Linked DNA regions of Zea mays: region 1 is linked to region 2. Evidence: chromatin contacts called from public Hi-C data. All regions are on one chromosome and are shown on one strand. Each heading gives the region's core, a stretch centred on a gene start, on an enhancer-like site or on the middle of the called end of the contact. The rest is flanking DNA. Distances are from core to core; before and after follow the strand shown.

Evidence for each region. A called contact is a pair of places that touch in the nucleus more often than the background predicts.
Region 1: a Hi-C map of leaf shows a contact between it and region 2, with 4 times the contacts expected there. The contact joins the enhancer-like site here to the promoter of LOC100280131 in region 2. A contact is called at or near these places in 2 of 25 Hi-C or Micro-C datasets (bundle sheath and leaf).

The regions. Positions count from the first base shown.
Region 1 is chr1:12,699,736-12,705,869 of Zm-B73-REFERENCE-NAM-5.0, reverse strand. It overlaps MIR167j (microRNA MIR167j), which reads right to left; the gene lies at 6,068-6,134. It overlaps LOC115032968 (MIR167jHG), which reads right to left. Exons shown (of 1, transcript NR_163744.1): 1 at 5,541-6,134. Among protein-coding and RNA genes, the nearest start is that of MIR167j, 3.1 kb to the right of the region's middle. Within about 2 kb of position 2,474, at least 12 of the 20 cell types and tissues checked have an H3K27ac peak or open chromatin away from gene starts, as enhancers often do. A contact at or near this core is called in leaf, where this site is marked.
Region 2 is chr1:12,618,223-12,624,248 of Zm-B73-REFERENCE-NAM-5.0, reverse strand. It overlaps LOC100280131, which reads right to left and starts at 2,277. Exons shown (of 2, transcript NM_001153064.1): 1 at 1,797-2,277; 2 at 1-1,061. The coding sequence starts at 2,102. The coding sequence ends at 213. It overlaps LOC100216585, which reads right to left. Exons shown (of 7, transcript NM_001326534.1): 2 at 4,861-4,972; 3 at 4,676-4,770; 4 at 4,445-4,559; 5 at 4,200-4,324; 6 at 3,767-3,837; 7 at 3,343-3,620. The coding sequence ends at 3,560.

The DNA.
Region 1 (6,134 bases), core at 1,225-3,724, 81 kb before region 2:
AGGAAATGACACTGGAGGTAATGAGTTTGGACAAGGCTTGATGCCCAAGGTGACCGAGACGACGATGCCACAGGGAGGTGGGTACAGCGAGTAATGCAGAGGTGCTGGTGTAGGGTGCATGGAACGGGTAGAGGTCACCGGAGCTATTGCACCTGGCGATCACGTTCCTGGTTTGCAAATCCTTCACAGAAAGGCCAAAGGGATCAAATTCAATGGAGCAATTATTGTCGGTGGTGAAGCGACGAATGGAAATTAAATTCTTAATAATGTTAGGAGACACCAGCACATTATTGAGAACTAAATTGCGATGCGGGAAAGAAAAAGTGTGTGATCCAGTGGCTGTGACAGGAAGCAAGGCACCGTTTCCCACAATGATAGATGTAGGAGTGAATGAAGTGGGCGAGGAAATAGCAGAGAGTTTACCAGCGTCCGAGGTCATGTGTGATCCTGCACCGGAGTCGGCATACCACTCGGAAGTAGCGTTCGGTGGATTGAGCGTCATAGTGTTGAAGGAGTGTGCAAGGGCGTCCTGATGCCATGCACCACCGTGAGTGGGGTTCCAGGGCGTCGCTTGGTATGCTGGTGCGGGCGCCTGGAAACCAGGGGGTGCAGCTCCCCCGTAGGGCATGCCATACGGAGGGGGAGGAGCACCGTAGAAGCCTCCATAGGCACTGGGTGTGCTGCCGAAGCTGTTGTATTGTGGAAGGGCGTTGAACGCTGGCGGCGGTGGTGGGCGCCCGGACTGGTCATATGGCCACAGCCGGACAGTGCCAGCCCATGGATGCGCGAAGGACGGATGCATGGCAGGGGTTGCACCTCCCTGTCCAGCAGGAAGTGCGCCACCATGGGGCACTGATTGGCCCTGCTGGTGGCTATTGCGACCACCGCGACCGCGACGACGGCCGGTGCGTTGGCCGTTAGGTGCCGGGGGGGCGTGCTGGAGGAGGCGCCCCTGGACGTGGAGGTACTGGGGCCCCCGGAGTCGCATGCCGCGGCGCTGCAGCAACAAGTGCCGATGGCGGTGATGGAGGTCGTGCGTCGATTTCCAGCTCCTCCAACAGCAGGTGCGCACGAGCCTCTGCGAACGTGGGGAACGGCTGGTGCATCTTGAGGATGGACACCATGTGACGGAACTTGCCGCCGAGGCCACGAAGGAGCGTGAGCACCATCTGCCTATCGCCGATGGGATCGCCGAAACCGGCAAGGGATGCCGCCATTGACTCAAGCTGGCGGCAGTAGTCAGTGATGCTCAAGGACTCTTGGCGGAAGTTGCGGAATTTTGTCTCAAGTAGAAGCGCCCGGGATTCCCTTTGGCCAAGGAACTCATCCTCGAGGTAGCACCACGCCCCGCGAGCAAGGCCCTGCCGCATCATCAGAGATTGTTGCAGGTCGCCGGAGATGGTGCTGTAGATCCATGTCAAGACACAGCAATCGGCTTGAACCCACGCCGGGCGTGATGGGAAGGCTTCATCCTCAAGGACGTGACGAGTCAGGGCGTATTTGCCGAGGACGGTGATGAACATGCCGCGCCACTTGGTGTAGGTGTTCGTTGCCTGGTCGAGGATGACAGGGATGAGCGCCTTGACGTTGACGACGGCAGTGGCTTGCGCCCAGAGGGCCTCATGGGCGCGCTCAAACTCGTCCAAAGCGGCAGCACGGAGGCGGCCTTCTTCGGCGCGGCGGGCGTCTTCAGCACGGCGGGCTTCGGCCTCAACTGCGAGGCGGCGGTCCTCCGCGGCCTGGACGGCTGCTGCATCGTCGGCCGCCATCGAGAGCGCGCCTAGCTGGAGAAGAGCCGCGCGACCTCGGCTGGCAGGAGAAGAAAAGGCGCCGCGCCTGCTGGAGGATCGGCGGCGCGAGCAGATCCAACTCGCCTGGCGGGAGCCTGTAGGAGAAGAAGCGCCGCGCCTGCTGGCGGATCGGCGGCGCGAGCAGATTTGGGGAGACCAGCGGCCGCACCCGGCTGATCCAGCAACGGGACAGGCGATCTTCACGGACAACGCGGCGATGGGATCGGCGGCGCTCTGGGTGACGAGCTCGACAAGAGCGACGATCGGATCAGCGACAGCGCGGTCGTGGGTTGCGGAAGCGTGCGGATCGGAACCGCGTGAGATACCATGAAAGTGTGAATTGTTAGGAATTGCTTGATTGTATTCCATGGAGATGTACAGTATACATAGGCCGTGCGTCGTGGCACACATGGCAACGCACAGCCCTACATGCCTACAATCAAGGGCCTACAATCAAGGACTAACTACCAATATTAGACATACTATAAATACAAATACAGTAGTCTAACATGGTGATCAGTAAAATAAAGTAGATCAATGGAGGAGAAATCCTCTCTCGCTGTTCAGTTGAATTTCACACCGCTGTGTGAATAGAACAACATCTTTTACCATTCCGAGCTTTTGCACTGCATGCCTTTGATTTGCTACTGTGCCTAAATAGACAGGCAATTTGCTGGCGGCCGCAGGAAGTAGTGCATCTATTCCGTGGTCAGCCGGTCCATGCGTATTATTGCAAGTCCACTTCGTGGCGTTTATGCTTGCTCGCGAGATCTTTTTTTTTTTTAGTTTGTCGTTGCGGGCTTGTTGCGACGCAAATGCAAAGCACCAAGAGGGGTGGTTCAGTGGAATCGGAACAGAAGTGCTGCTGTGGGTAGCAGCGACGTCTCGCCTAGATGAGGTCAACTCATCAGTTGCGGCAGCACTCTCTGTATATTCTGAGAGGCCATTCCTGAATTAGCTTGAGTAAGTGGTCAGGAGCATTCGTATATTCAGTTCTAGCCTGAACAACCAAACAGCTTTTGACTCTTACCTGCGAATTTCAGAACACCCCTCCTCCCCTCTCCCCTGTGCGCAATCGATCGCTTCAAATTAAAACCAGTTGTTTGACTGCTGCAATTGTAATTTATAAAGACAAAAATATTATAAAAACAGTCGAAGCCAGTATAGATTAAAGCAAAGCGAACATATTAAAGATTCAGACATTCGGTCACATGATGGAATGTGCGTCATATATTGATTTACAGACAAACAAACCGGGTACTATAGTCATGATGAAAAAAACAACACTTGTTTAGTCGCCAATATCGCCATAGGTTGAACAAGGGGGGTATACAGTCGAGGAGCGTACACATGGCCGGTCATAAATAATTGGACAAATGTTAAGTAGAAGATAAACACGTAGAAACAGTTAGATCCAGTTTGGTGCAGCTCTTGGATCATAACTCATCAACTATAGCTGTAGCAAGAGCCAGAAGCCCCAGAAAACAACTCCACCGCTACTGCCTATGGTGGTAATTGATCATGATCAAATATCTTTTTATAAAAAGTTAGGACCCTTAAATAATTTTAGTTTCAAAATGAATAGAAATAGAACCCGGTTATAATCTGATTCGATCCTTAAAATTTGCAGTGTAAAATTCAGAGCCTATTACCGCCCCTACTACTGCCTCTTGAGTTCCTGTATCTCTAGCACATCTTCGTCTCTTATTTTAAACTCAATTTTATAAATAACATAGTCTATAGCATAAACAATATTTTGTACGGTCATATCCTTCGAATTGTAGGAGCCGATCAACGAAGTCGTTTTCTGCTACAAATGCTAAAGAATTTTCAGCAGCGTGCCAAGTTGTTGGAATTTAGCCTATTTAAGACTACTTGTGGGTGGCCTAATTCCTATAAGAAAGTCAAGCGGCACATGTAGGGATCACATTAAGGGTTTTAGTCTCATATTACTTATTTCGGTAGGAGATAATCAATTTATATATAAGGATGTGCACTACCCTTTATATGAGACACGCAATGGCTATGGAGGCTGCTTTGAACTGACCACACGCTTTCTTGCTCGCGTTTCATGTTTTTTCGCGAAATTAACGTGTGACTTGTGACTATGTGCGATCCTATCATGACGTGTTCTAAACAACATTTATTTTTTTGTCTTTTATTTATTTAGTACCACACCTAGACCACCATGTCAACTAGGAGTAATTGGGCGCACATGCGTGGACTCCGTGCGGTTGCACGTAGAGAGATTCTAAGGTGCGGTTACCAGAATTTAGCAGATCTAATCTTGTACATTGCAGCGACCCCTCTATAAAAGGGAGTCGAGGGGCACACAACAACCAACCGACTCGTCTTCTCCTTCTCAATTATCTGTGTCGTCGCTTCTTTGTCCTATCGTCCTTGCGTCTAACATGCAGCAGATCATGCGAGAGCGGTGTCTCTGAACCTGCACGGGTGATGGCGAATCAGGTTTCTAGAAAGTACGCCTCTCCGCTCGTGTTCTTCAACTCCAGTCGTGGGAAGCATTGTAAGTAGATCTGCATTTTCTGATTATTGTGATGCAGATCTTTTGGATAGTTCTGATGTTTATTTATTTTCTGTGTGTTTATTGTCATGGTTTAATCAATATTTATGAAGTACTAGCATCAGTTTAGTTATATGCTAGTAAATCTGTATTCTTTTATGTATTACACAATATGATCAAATTAATCTTAGACTGTGTTAATCTTGTAAGACAAGTGCCGGAGCAGGAGCCCGTGAAAGTCGGGCCAAGCGGAGGCCGTGCTCTCCTCGTTGTGTTCATGAAAACGATGTCTTGGAATCTTGTCTTAGGACAGTGGTGTCCCCAAGATGATAGTATGTCGATTTGTACTTCCGGTGAATGCATGTGTCCTTTTCCGATGGAACATCAAGTGCTGCCATGTTTAGGGGCTCAACCCACGATTGATTGAACCTCACTTGTACTTTTTCCTCTGTCCCAAAAAATAAAAGTAAGTTCCATTTTCATTTCCTAAAAAGTCAAATACTTTAAAGTTTGATCATATATATAAAAAAATCAATATCTATATATGTTGCTGATAACCAGTACTTTATTAGATTAAATATTGAATAATGTATGTTTACAATAAATTCTTACATTAAAAATATGGATGTTGCTGATGTTTGCATAAATCTAGTTTAACTTAAAACAGTTTGGTCTGCACGAAATCTAAAACTATAGTTATTTGAAGACGGGGTAGCATATAAGCACTTGCAAAGTACGTAACTGTGCAGCATGCTGATGATTAGCCTAAGAGACATTTATCATGTGAATATTTTACTTATTTGGTCCTTTTATTCATGGTTGGAGAGATCAGAACATCAGAAGCTTTCAAGGCAAAATTTGAACTAGATCAGAATTCAACTCAAGTGCAGTTGTTTGGGGCGCGCGGGGCGTTGTCTGGATCGTATGTCTGATTTTGTTAACACTGGTTAGCGTGTTATCTTCTACTTTGGAATAGATACGTGTCTAAATGCTGCAGTACACATTTATATATATGGAGAGGCATGCATTTAATCTCGTGACCTACATGTTGATCTAGCAATCAGGTTACTGAATTAAGTTTTGCCATGTGAAGATATATATATATATATATATATATATATATATATATATATATATATATATATATATATATATATATATATATATATATATATATATATATATAATGAAATTAAGATCGATGTCATGCATAGATCCGAACCGTAGTGCATGTTACCTGCTAAGGGCTTATTCGGTTAGCTCTCAATCCATGTGAATTGAGTTGGATTGGGTATGTTTAAATCCCAAGTCAAAGTTCTTCTAAATGTTTTCCAATCTCATCCAATTTATGTATTATAGAAATAACCGAACAAGTCCTAAAGAATTACAAAAAAGTAGACTATCATAGACACAATTCGATCTGCAGAAACGGAACTAACAAAGAACGATATTGCCTTGAGCTATTAGCACGCATCAGATCTGATGATCATCTATATATCTGCGGATTCAAGGGCTAATTTCTTCCTGATGAAAACACCACCTGCAGTTTTCATTGATAAAGAGCGAAAGTTGTGTGTCAAGTGTTACGGACCTTGTTCAAACGTATATACATCTTGCCTGACCTTGTATTTTCCCTGGGACGTACGGCGCCGCTGCAAAGAAGAAAGCTGGCTGCTTGGCTGACTCCATCGATTTAGCTAGGGTTTCCAAACAAGCATGCATGGCGAATTGGCGACGGTGTGCTGCCACGAGAAAATGAAACTGCCACATGATCTGACCGTCGGTTCTCCATGAAAGCCAACTCTTTCTTCAGATGGGAA
Region 2 (6,026 bases), core at 1,028-3,527:
CTGGGTACAACACAGGGTAGGTACCAAGAATACTATATACACTACACGTCTGCACTCTGCACAAAATGACATAGTGTAACCACCACGATCCCACTCCTATATACTATAATCTACAACAATGGAGCTATCGCTAAGAGTATTCACTGACCCCTGTCGGAGGGATAATTAAGCTACTGTTACTAGTCGTATAGGATTAATTAACGCGATCATCTCTACTTCGCCGTGGTGTTATTGCTCATGGAGCTCAACTTCTGCGCCAGCGCGTCGACGTACCAAGCCGGTCGTCTCCTCTCCGGCGGCAGCGTCTCAGCCTCCGCACCGCCCTTCATCCCTTCGTTCAGCAGCTCCTCCCAAAAGTCGTCGGTGAGCTCCGCCGTCTCGAACCCGCCCTGCTGCTGGCTCCGCGCGCGGCCACCCTGCTTCTCGCTCCCGTCCTGCCTGCGCTTGCCGAGCCCCTGGATGTTGAGCGCCAGGTTCTCCAGCTCCGACGTGGTCCCTCGCTCGTCCAGCTCCGCGAACAGCGCCCGCGTGGCGGTGGGGTCGTCGTCGTCGCCCTGCTGCTGCTCCTCCTCCTGCTGCTGCAAGCCGCCGTTGGCCGGCGCGGCGCCGATGGGCCGCCTCCGCTTCCGGGAGGCGGCGGAGAGCAGCGCCGCGCCCTCCAGCTCCCTCCGCCGGGCTTGCTGCTGTGCCAGCAGCTGGAACAAGTCTGGGCTCTGCACCGCCCGCGCCAGGAACCCCATCATCTGCACCTGCTTGTGCTCCGCGTGCCGCAGCCGCTCCTCCATGGCCCGCATGCCCGCCCGCGTGCTCTGCTGCTCCTGCCGCAGCTTCACCACCTCCGCCAGCAGGATGCTCTTGTCACGCCTCAGCCGCTCCATCTCTCCGTCCAGCCCTCCGAACCGGCCCACCTCCAGGCACGACCCCTGCGACTGCGACGCCTGGAGGTACGGCGGCGGTGGCGCCGGCCTTCGACGCTTGATCAGCCGGAGAAGATGCCTCTGGCCCCTCAGGAATCCTTCGTTCGCGAACTCCCAGCTGTCCGGGTCGATCTTTCTGAAGCCCTGCACGTCGCAAAGCGATGAACACGCGCAGCGTTCAGTAAGCTGCATTTCCAGAAGCCATCACACACTAAGAATCGACAAATGCCGACGCTGAGCCAATTAACAAGACAAGATGGCAAATTTATGTAAAACTTTAGGTTTCACATAAGTTTTGCGACCGAATTTACAGGCACGGGCAGTGGTATACACTAGCAGTATATTGCTTGGTGGTGAGTGGTGATCAAAGGAGTGAGTCTTCTTTATCTTTAGGACAAACAAGCAGTTTGTTTCTTTCTCGTAGGCTGTAGTAGCTTCGTTCATCCCTTGTCCTGGTCCATCTAGCTACACAGTAACAAGGCGAACAAAGAGCATGTCAGAGGAATTTAACATCTTGTCATGGAGATGCTGGTTCTGCAATCTCCCCCATTGTCGTTCTGCTTCTGAACCATTCAAAACATTTGCCCATTTTGCCATTGTATTTGCTAGGCCGCCAAAGAAAAGCAATACGCGTTCAACGATTGTATCAGCTCCAAGTCATTGTGAATCACACAAAATGCTTATATATATATACAGACTTGTTCTTTCGGTAAGTAATAATAATAGAGACAGACTTGTCGACTGATAGCTCATGCTACTGTACTCCACAATGCAAGAGGCGAGATGAACTGCAAAACCAGAGCGCGCGAGCACAAAGCCAACCAGAAACAAAAAATCACACGACAGCAACTGAGCAAGCAGAGTACTTGGGGCACTCACATAGGTGTTCAGCTGGCGGACAAAGCTGGAGAAGTTGTTGTGCTTAAAGAACCTGGGGAGCAGCACGGCGGCGAACACGTGGGGATCCCAGACCACGAAACTGTTGCCGGCGCGGCCCCAGGAGATGACCTCGTCGGTGGCCGGGTCGGCCACCAGGTCGAACGTCTTGGTCAGGAACGGCGGTGGCCCGACCTCGTGCAGCCCCTCCATCGGCCGCGGAGCGTCCGCGTCCGCGTCCACGTCCTCCTCCTCCTCCTCTTCCGGCGGCCACTCCTCCTTCACCGTCACCGGCAGCATCAGGTCCATCTCGCCACGGCTGCTGCCAACCACCAACCAACCAAATGAAACGCCAACGTCCAGAACCCCCAGCGATCACCAGGCGGTCACGGAGGACGCGCAGTGCTCTGCCTCGCTCGCGGAGAACCCAGCGATCACCGCGCGGGGAAAGGGAAGGGGAAACCAAAAAAGCTGCTGTGTCGTCTCTCTTCTCCTGCTGCGCGGGAAAGTGGCTGCCGGCGGCGATAAATACTCCTACCGGCTTGACCCTTCTCCGAGGCCTGCCAGGAGGGGAATGGAACGTTCTAGGCCGCGCGGCGCGTTCGTGGCCGGGCGGAGCTCGGAAGGTTCTGGACGCCGTGGGGTGTGGCTGGGGTTGCGCGTGGTGGGCGGACACCCGGGCCGCCCTCGAATCCATCGACAGCCGACAGGGGAGCGACGACGGCGACGGCTCGTGCCATTTTTTTTTCTTCCTGATCCTAGAAAGCTTGGTGACAATGTGACATCGCCCTGGCCTCGTGATTGGCTGCAACTTGCCAACTTGCAGCGCCGGTACGCCGGCGAGATACGCCGCATCCACTCTGCAAAAGATGGCTCCTTTCCGTGCCCGGCTGCACCTGCACCCGTCTACTTCGTCTTTTGAAAATCGCGCTGCATCACGTGCTCCTCACATGTCCGGTGTCGCTACTACGAAATGCATCTGGAGGTTAGCTGAGTCTCATCTGTAACCGAGCCCTCTTTATTTTAGGTCAGCCATAGATGAATCTGGCTGCGCAATGAAATCAGGTCTATTTGCCAGTGCGTCACCACTACCATCTGTGAGCAGGAACGATGATGGCAATATGAACCTTTTGTGCGGCAATGCAGCCGCACACAAGTATATCATCGAGATCACAAATGTTCTTGGCCGGTGATCGGCTCCGCCGACCAAAGCTCGACGAGTGACTAGACGACAGACATGGAACGCGTTCATTTCAACCACCACACGTTTTCTAGGCAGGAGCCACCCAGCATCGTCACATCACATCAACCTGCACAAACCTTTCGGTGATCAACAGAACTGTTACTGTGAAACAGTACATCATTACCAAGGCCCTGCTCGCCCTCAGTGAGAACGACAGCAGTTACTCACGCGGCACGAGCGCAGACAAGATGTTGGTCGGCAGTTGATCCACGACATCCAGTCAGACTGACGGCTGGTTAGAGGCATCCTTTTCAGTAAACAACCATTGCGCGCAACGTTTCATCGAACTTGTGAAAGACAGGTGGGTTGATTTGAACCATCATCGTTTCATCATTTATCAAACACCACATGTCATTCATTCGTATAACAAAATATCTAGGGTTTCGTGCAAACTGTTAACTGGCACACACAGCGGTGGCATGAGCACATTGCAGATAGCAAATCTTATTCGGCGGTACTAGGAGTTGTAGGGTGTAAAACACAAGAGGCTGAGACGGCAGGAGGACATGTAGAGTGGACACGCTCAACGAGCTTCGACGGCTTGGTTTCCACCTCGGTTGATGATTTTCTCGACGTACTCCTTCCTGAAACCATGCGAATGTTCCGTTTTGTTAAAGCCAACAGGAACCAGAGAATAACGAAAGTGGAAGCGAGAGAATCCAAGAAAGAGAGAATGGGACACAACAATGCTCCAGCAGTCCAGCTTTAGGCTTCAGACGCAGGATCATACCTAGCCGGGAGATGGTCATGCGGACGATTGTATGGTGTCCAGACAGGCTCACCCACAAATAGACGCATTGCCTGAGGAATCATAGCAGGAAAAAAAATCCACAATGCAGCAGCGTCGTTATTTAGCTGGTTCTTGTTTACAGAAGACTTAAGACAAGAAAGTAACAGAAGACTGAACGCCAAAATTTGCAAAGATGATATAACACGCACAATCACACAATCACACGACAGGGACAAGATAAACGCCCTCTAAAAGTCTAAAACTAAACAGGAACTACTACCTTCCACTTAAAATAAGTGTAGCCGACTAAATCAAGAGTAAATGAATGGCATAAACGGCTTCACAAAGAAAAGGTATCATCATCTAATCAACAATTACCAGAGTTAAAAAGAACAAAACTCATAGTGTGAACAGAGAAAGAAGTCAAAGATACCTTGATGTAGTTGTCACTATCCAACGTAAAGCGATGATACATTCCTGCAGGCAAAACGATCATGCCCCCTTTCTTTACCGCTACACGGATCCACTGATCATCTTGGTCCCTCACATCAAAGTAGCCTTGAGAACATAAGTGTAAAAACGATTAAACATCGACAGTAACTAGAAAGAAAACCTGCTGACTATTAGATTTTCTGTCTTCAAAAAAAACGCCTCCAGATGCAAAACAAAGGCACCTACCGCTACCCTCAAGGCAATATCGTATCTCTTCATCAGTATGCAAGTGTTCTTCAAAGAAATTCTTTATCTTAGCCTCGTAATTTGGCAACTTCTCTGGGCACACATCACAAATGTCCTACATAAGGAAAAATGCTTATCATACTAGTCTGAATCTTTGAATAGGTATTGACCTTGCTACTCAAGGTAGAGTAACAAAACAACAAGTGCCCAAAAATAAACTTATTAGCAAACCATGTAAGAGTAACCCCTGGCTTCACGAATTTTCTTGAGGTTCTCATCATTCTCCCAATCATCAGCATTTAGGCGCCAGCTTAATATTCCTAGTTCTGGATGTCCATGATGGTAGTAGCATTCAGCATCAGTTAGTATATGAAGATGTCATATGGGCTCAGGACTAGAGCAGGGCATGTACAAACCGGAAAGTTTGTCGAGAGGAATGAATTCTTTGGGCTCACGATGATGAGGAAGCCTCTGGTCCTCTTCACTGTCGTCCATGTACCATGCTTGGATGACCTCCTCCTTGCCAACCTATGATGGAAATAACCATTCAACGATATAATGTCGGAATGCATAATATGGCAAGCACAAGCATGTTCAGACAAAGGAACCATGACCACCCAATAGCATGTTGTGAAATGTATGCATCAAAATTTATGATGCCATAACTCATAGCCAATGCAGAATTATGACATGTGCATAAAAGAGAATAGGACAAATTGAGCTATGCATATTGGATCAGTCAACACTAGAATTCAACCAAGGCAGCTCAATACACTGAGCTCTTAGGATTGATTTCATTGATATCTTTCTACAATCTGAACGAACCTAGTCCACGTTGGACCCAACAAAACAACACCAAGTAGCTGCCGAAAAAAAGAGCCATGACCAAGCAGTATAAAATCGCAACCCATTTTGTATGAATCGCAATTCTAAAACTAAAACAAGCACAGAGATATATGACTTATAAAAGAAATACTATACAAAGCTTAGTAATAACACGAAATAACCATCATATTTGCTGTGGAACACAGGGGGCCACAGAGGCACGGGGCACTCTACTAGTTTGCTTTAAAAGTCGTCATATTGGGAGGCCTCCTTTAGTCATATTGGGTGTTTCGTTCTTTAGTCACCCTGCTAAACTTTAGGAACTAACCTTTAGTCTCTAGAATTTATATTTGAGAGGCCTCCTTTAGTCATATTGTTTGGCAGTTTAGGAATTAAAAGTTTGACTAAAGTTTAGGAGGTAGGAACCAAACACCCATAAGACCCAAATGGTCGTCAAACATTCTCGCTGCCTTAAAAAAGGCCCAACTAAAACTACAAAATACATATTGAGCTACTATTCTCACACTGTTCAAGGCTACAATCCATGTGTTCATCTGGCAGTGAGGACACAGGACATTAACCTACTAGGATCGATCTCAGGGATTTATGCTTATGGTATTGACAGACCTAGTCTGAATTGAGCACAAGAAACATAGTTGTACTTGTACGACATAATAGGATGCCTTTTAAGGTAAACCGAGACAATCCACTCAGGGATGGAACGGCGCCGTGTTTGGTTATTACAAGAATCCCAACC